Regions from separate parts of the Cricetulus griseus genome. Here region 2 is linked to region 1. Evidence: chromatin contacts called from public Micro-C data. All regions are on one chromosome and are shown on one strand. The core of a region is the stretch at or near the end of the contact, and the rest is flanking DNA. Distances in the headings are between cores, read along the strand shown. Region 1 holds the start of Ptprm (receptor-type tyrosine-protein phosphatase mu). Region 2 has its middle 41 kb from the start of Lrrc30.

Region 1 (2,771 bases), core at 79-2,578:
GACCTCCCGCGGCGCAGATAGGGAACCGCTGTCACAGCGTAGCCGCGCAACCGCGGGGACCCGCGGAGGTCGCCCACCGAGCCGGGCAGGGGGCAGCAGGGAGGTCAGGCTTCGGGAGAACGCCCGCTATACCACGGGTTCCGGAGATCGCCGCGGGCGCAGCCAAGCACCCGAAGCCCATGCCCGCCGCCACCGGGGTCGAGAGGCCCGCGCAGCGCCTACTCCCGGCGGCTGCAGCTGGGAACTTCAGGCAAAGTTTTCTGCCGCTCCTGCCCGGGCGGCCCAGGGACTCGGAGCCCGGAGCACAAGTCCAGGCCCTGAGGTGACAGGGGCCGAGATGGGGGTCCGGGCTCCTGGCTTGTCCTGCGGGCTGCAGCGTGCGCTGCACGGGTCTTCGGGGCTCGGCGGCGGCTGCTTTGCCTCCGGCCATCGGCCAGCCCGGCTCACCCGCTAAGCGATGCCGGGTCCTGCGCGCCCCAACCCGGCCCCGAAGCTCGCCTCGGACTCTCCCACCCGGGGAACGCTTACGTCCCATGCACCCTGGCAACGGCAGGGGCGGCCGGCTTACCTGAAAACGTCTCCCCGGCCGCAGTTAGCAAAAGTCCAGCCAAAGTCACCAGGCAAGTCCCAAGTGTCCTCATGGTGCTGAGTGCGCGCCGGGCCGCCTCGGAGCGGCGGCGGCCGCTAGACGCGGGAAGCCGAGGGGGACGCGAGCCTACACCGCAGGCTGCCAGGGTAGTCGCTCCAGCAGCGAAACACCCGATCCCAAAGTGGCAACAGTTGCACAAGTCCGAAGTCCCGCGGTTCCGGGGCCTGGGGACCGTGTTCTGGGTCCTCCTGCCCTCCCTCTGGCCCCCGCTTGGAGTCTGGCGCCGCTGGGAGAGGGAGCGGAGGGCGCGTCCGCCGAGCCCAAATCCTCGCTGGGATCCGGCGCTGCGCCCGCCGAAGCGCTGCCCCTGCTCGGGACCGAGCCGCCCGCGGCGCCGTGGCCGTGGCCGTGGCCGCGATCGCGCGCTTGCAGCCCGCCTCCTCTGCTCCCGCAGACCCAGCCACCTCGGGCGGCGGCGCGCCGAAGGCCGAGCCCACGCCGGCTGCGCGCGGGGCTCCTGCTCCGCGACTGACTGGCGGTGCCCCGCAGGCCGGCTGGAAGGAGCCCACGTCACGGCCGGGCCGGAGCCGCCGCGGCCCGCTAGAGGGCGCGAGCGCCCGTGTCCCCGGCCCGGGGCCAGCTCGGCCTGCGCGGCGCCTGCGGGCTCCGTGGGGCGGCCACCGCCAAGATGCGGGCGCGACCCAGCGGGCAGGAGCAACCGCCCGGGGCGCCACCCTGGACCCTAGCTCGCCCCGGCAGCGCCTCGGGTTTCCCACGCTGGCCTCAGGGACCGCGACCGCGCCCCAGCCAGAAGTTTGTCCCGGGTCACCGGAGGCGAGCAGGAGTTGGAGCGCGCCAGGCACGGGGCGGCCGTGTTCCCGGCGGCGGCTGCTGGCTTGCGAGCGTCGGGAAGGAGCGAGAGCCGCCAGCGCCCTGGGCCGCTCGATCAGCAGCTTGCAAGGGGCACGCTCGCTGCCGTGCCCGAGCCTTGCGCCCGGGAAGCCGAACGCGCTTCTGCCGCTCCACTGCGTCCTGTGGCCGCTAGAGTGGGGCCCGGAGCTCGCAAGGCAGCAGTCGCAAGGAACCAGGGGTTGGGCAGAACTGGTGATTTCTGTGTCTGATGGAAATGGAGAGTGAATCAAACAATGTCTTGATATAATTTTAATTTGAGATCCGATGTGACTGTTAAGAGAACAAGAATGCTACCAATGATTAAGTTTAAAGCAAAATTCAAGTTTTTATTGCAATTCTGTGGGGTTTTTCGTTTTGGTTTTGTTTTTGTTTTTGTGGTTCTTCATCTTGCTCAGAGTAACCCCATTGGGGCACCTGTTGGGCTATTTACCAACCCAACTGCAGGCAATCGTGTTTAAATTAGGATCACAATTTGTGTTCTAACTGATAACACTTAAGTAGGTTAGTGCCCAGTGCCCGGAGCCTGAAGCTCTGCCCGCTGCTCCCCCCGGGAGGATGCTCTGCTAGGTTGTCACTTGCTCTGTGTTGTTTCAAAGGCCAAAGAAATAAATGAACCCCGCAGGCCTGTAGTTGAAGGTGGGGCCCACAACCAGCCGATGATGACTTTCGCTTTCAATCATCTCCCAGAGCCAGTGTGGACACCCAGAGGACTTCTGTGTCTGCCAGGCCAAACGCATTCCGAGTAGAGTATTTTCTTTGGGAATTCTATTCAGGAGGTCCTCCCTGTGAGGCCCTTCCTTTAGAAGTCTCCACGTAAATGACTTGTTTAACACCATCCAAATCACCTTTTGCCTTTATCCGATAATGAGCCTGCCTGCAGGGGGCGGGGGGAGGGAGGGGGGCTTATCCTGAACTTGGAAGGGAAATTCTGAAGTCTCATACTCACTGCAACAGAATCAACAAGTGACGAGGTCTAACCCGGCCTTTTTGTTGAAATTATACTTCATTAGATGTGTCGAAATTGCTTTTTGAAAGTGAATGATGACAGATCCCTCCACCCCTGACATTTTGATGCTGGTAGGAGCATCCATAAAAAGGCACACACAAAAAAAATGTAGTCTCAGTGTTTCCAAGTATCTTCAAATCCGATGAAGAGTTCGATGAAGAGTTTGATATCAGGTAACATTTCATTCATCCTGTGTTACGTGCTTTCAATCAACCTTCAACAACCTTCATTGGACCTCAAGCCACTGAGGCTGTGTTAGCTGCT
Region 2 (2,771 bases), core at 140-2,639, 220 kb after region 1:
AAGTCAATGATGGACTAGTTCATTGTCTAACATGACCATTGGACAAAATGTACCTTTCTGCCTAGATACCTGTACTTTGATAGCCACAGGAAAATATGAAGTACCTTATAAAAAACTGTGTAATGTCTGCATATACCCTAGACCCCACTGTACATTTCTATAAGTTCTGAAATACACATACTATTAGCTATGATATAAATGCTGCGTGAATGACCAGCTGCCATACTGTACTGTTGGGAATCACGACAAGCAAGAAGTCTGTTCTAACTCAATACAGAGACCCCATTCTAGGCCCAACTGCATAGTAAGAGCTCCAACAAAGACTGAGATGAATGGGAGATCAAGGACCATCCTTGGTTGGCGAACACAAGGAAGAATTGGACAGACAGAATCACATATTTCCAAGATCATCTGAATATCAGGGGCCGCCATCACAGGGAGGGTTGCGTTCAGTCAGTGGCTGCTGAAGGCTCACTGACTCTCTGCAAACACTCAGGAGAGCACATAAGCCTGTGGAGTCACTGATGTCATGAAGGGCACAGCCCTGATGTCTAAAGGAAGAATCCAGTGGCTCCCCCTCACCATCAAGGGGGGTCATGCCACTGACAGCAACATGCAGGCAGAGTTCTCCTGACAAAGCTAAGAGGAGATGGAGCCAACAAGAGTGTGCATGTAAGACAAGTCACAAGATGGGCTATATGGCCGCAGGACGTACATCAGCCCATTTCCACCTTAAACACCCAGGGCATTCTTCCATCGGCCATCGCCTCCGTCCTGTGGTCCAGCCCATCATTGCTGGAATCCAACACTTTCCCCAGAGCAGTACCAAGCTGCTCTCCTCAGACTGAATTTCCCATCATTTTCATTTCCATTTTCTCTCCCCAGGACCTGTGCCTACCAACCCCCTCCACCTCCACTTTTCCTGAATAAAATTACCTGCAGAAGTAAACATACCGACAAAGGAAAAGGATGGTTACATGTCAAAGCATTAGATTTTACAACAGAATTACCACTAATGGAAGCCCTTGAGAGTGTAGTAGCTACTTCAGAAATACACTTATCCAATTCCCCATTCACGTCTACTTTGGACAAAGGACACACAGGGACATCTTGCCCTGGCATCTGATGTCTACAGGAAGTAAAGTCATGGTCAGGAAGCCGGAGGACGATGTCATAGGGCAGGGGTGGCTGTGGAGAGATGGGCCGAGAACATTCCATGTGACTCTCCTGCAGAGAGATGAAGTTGGTCCTGCCACGGTTGCAACTTCTCAGGAAATTTTATGCCATGTTGGAGAAAAATAAGAGGAAATGAGTCAATCGGCTACTCGCTGCCCTCCAGGCTGGGGGCCACACAGAGGCCTGATATTTATTTCAGTGACTCATCCTTCTCTCCCTGCTTGGGATGAGGAGCAGCACAGATGAGACAATGACTCAGCTGTTTTCTGTGCTCCAAACCCATCTTCTGCACGAGGCCCTGTAAGGCAAGGACGGACGGCGTTTCACATTCTCCTGGGGCTTCCAGATTTCTTTGGCAATTCCTCCTGTAGGACACCATAAGGGTCCTGGGGGCGAGGGGGCTTGATCTCCCCCGGAGAGCCTTTAGGTCTCTGGGTGCTCAGCCACGGTGGTGACATTACCATTTGGTATCACCAGTTTCTGTTCTGGCTGATTTTCTTCTAGTTTCAAACTTTATCCATAGTTTCCCTTCTGTTTGTCTCTTCTGTTTTCTTTTCATTTTTTTGCTTGTTTGTTGTGTTGCATTGTGTTTAGACAAGGCCTCAGAGAGCACCGGCTGCCTACAGACTCACTGTTGTCCACGACGACCTTCATCTTCCGGTCCCCCCACCCCCAAGCTGGGATGCAGTACCACATGCCTGGCTTAGTTCACAGGGTGTGTGTGTGTGTGTGTGTGTGTGTGTGTGTGTGTCTGCATCTGTGTGGTCTGTACACGTGTATGTGTCCTGTGTGTGGTGTGCATGTATTTCATGTGTATCTGTGGTATGAGTGCATGAGTCATGTATGTGTGTGTGAGGATAGTCATGCTTGTGTCTGTGTCTGTGTCATGTGTCTGTGTAGGAGCCAGAAGTCAACCCTAAGTGTCATTCCTCAGGTCCTGTCCTCCTGTCTGGGGAGACAGTCTCCATATTAAACCCACAGATTCCACTAAACTGTCTGTCAGTGAACACCCCAAATCTCTGTGTTTTCTCATTCTAGCTTTGGGGTTATAAAAACGTGTCACCACTGTTAGCTTTCTAAACATGTTCTGGATCCTGATCCCGGTCTTTCTTTATGCGGGCATAGCAAGCACTACACGACTGAGCCATCGCCTCCTTAGATTACAGTTGTTCAGCACCTTCTCTCTGCCCAGATGGAGGGAGGGAGCCGCTGGGGCGCCAGCTCACACCAAGAACTCAGTGGAGTTGGGGAAGCACGGGAGGCTCTGTGCATTTGCTATATAAGCAAAAGTACAAAGGAGTTAGTGTGCCAGTGTTCCTGAGCTGCTTGCCCCTGCTGGTGCCCTGTGTGTGCCAGCAGGAGGGAACAGAGGTGCTGCCTCCTTGTGAAGTCATCAGTGGGCCCCAAACCTGCAGCCTGGCCACCTAGATGCCCAGCTAATGTTCCTGGATGACAGTTTGTATGCTCGGCCGGATAACTCCATTGGCCTCACACAGGATAGCAAATAGTCTCTGCACCCCATGGTGAGCATGCTATAGGCTAGCATGTCCTTATGTCTGAAGAAGCCACTCAGAGCCATCAGGAGGGACAGAAAC

What was found. Hi-C and Micro-C count contacts between places; a contact is called where the count stands out from the background.
Region 2: a Micro-C map of the CHO-K1 cell line shows a contact between it and region 1, with 3 times the contacts expected there. The contact joins the enhancer-like site here to the promoter of Ptprm in region 1. A contact is called at or near these places in 3 of 8 Hi-C or Micro-C datasets (the CHO-K1 cell line, fibroblasts and liver).

The regions. Positions count from the first base shown.
Region 1 is chr2:456,236,696-456,239,466 of CriGri-PICRH-1.0, forward strand. Ptprm (receptor-type tyrosine-protein phosphatase mu) reads right to left here and starts at 1,329. Exons shown (of 31, transcript XM_027397791.2): 1 at 569-1,329. The coding sequence starts at 641.
Region 2 is chr2:456,458,117-456,460,887 of CriGri-PICRH-1.0, forward strand. No RefSeq gene overlaps it. Among named protein-coding and RNA genes, the nearest start is that of Lrrc30, 41 kb to the right of the region's middle. Within about 2 kb of position 1,390, at least 3 of the 6 cell types and tissues checked have open chromatin away from gene starts, as enhancers often do. A contact at or near this core is called in the CHO-K1 cell line and fibroblasts, where this site is marked.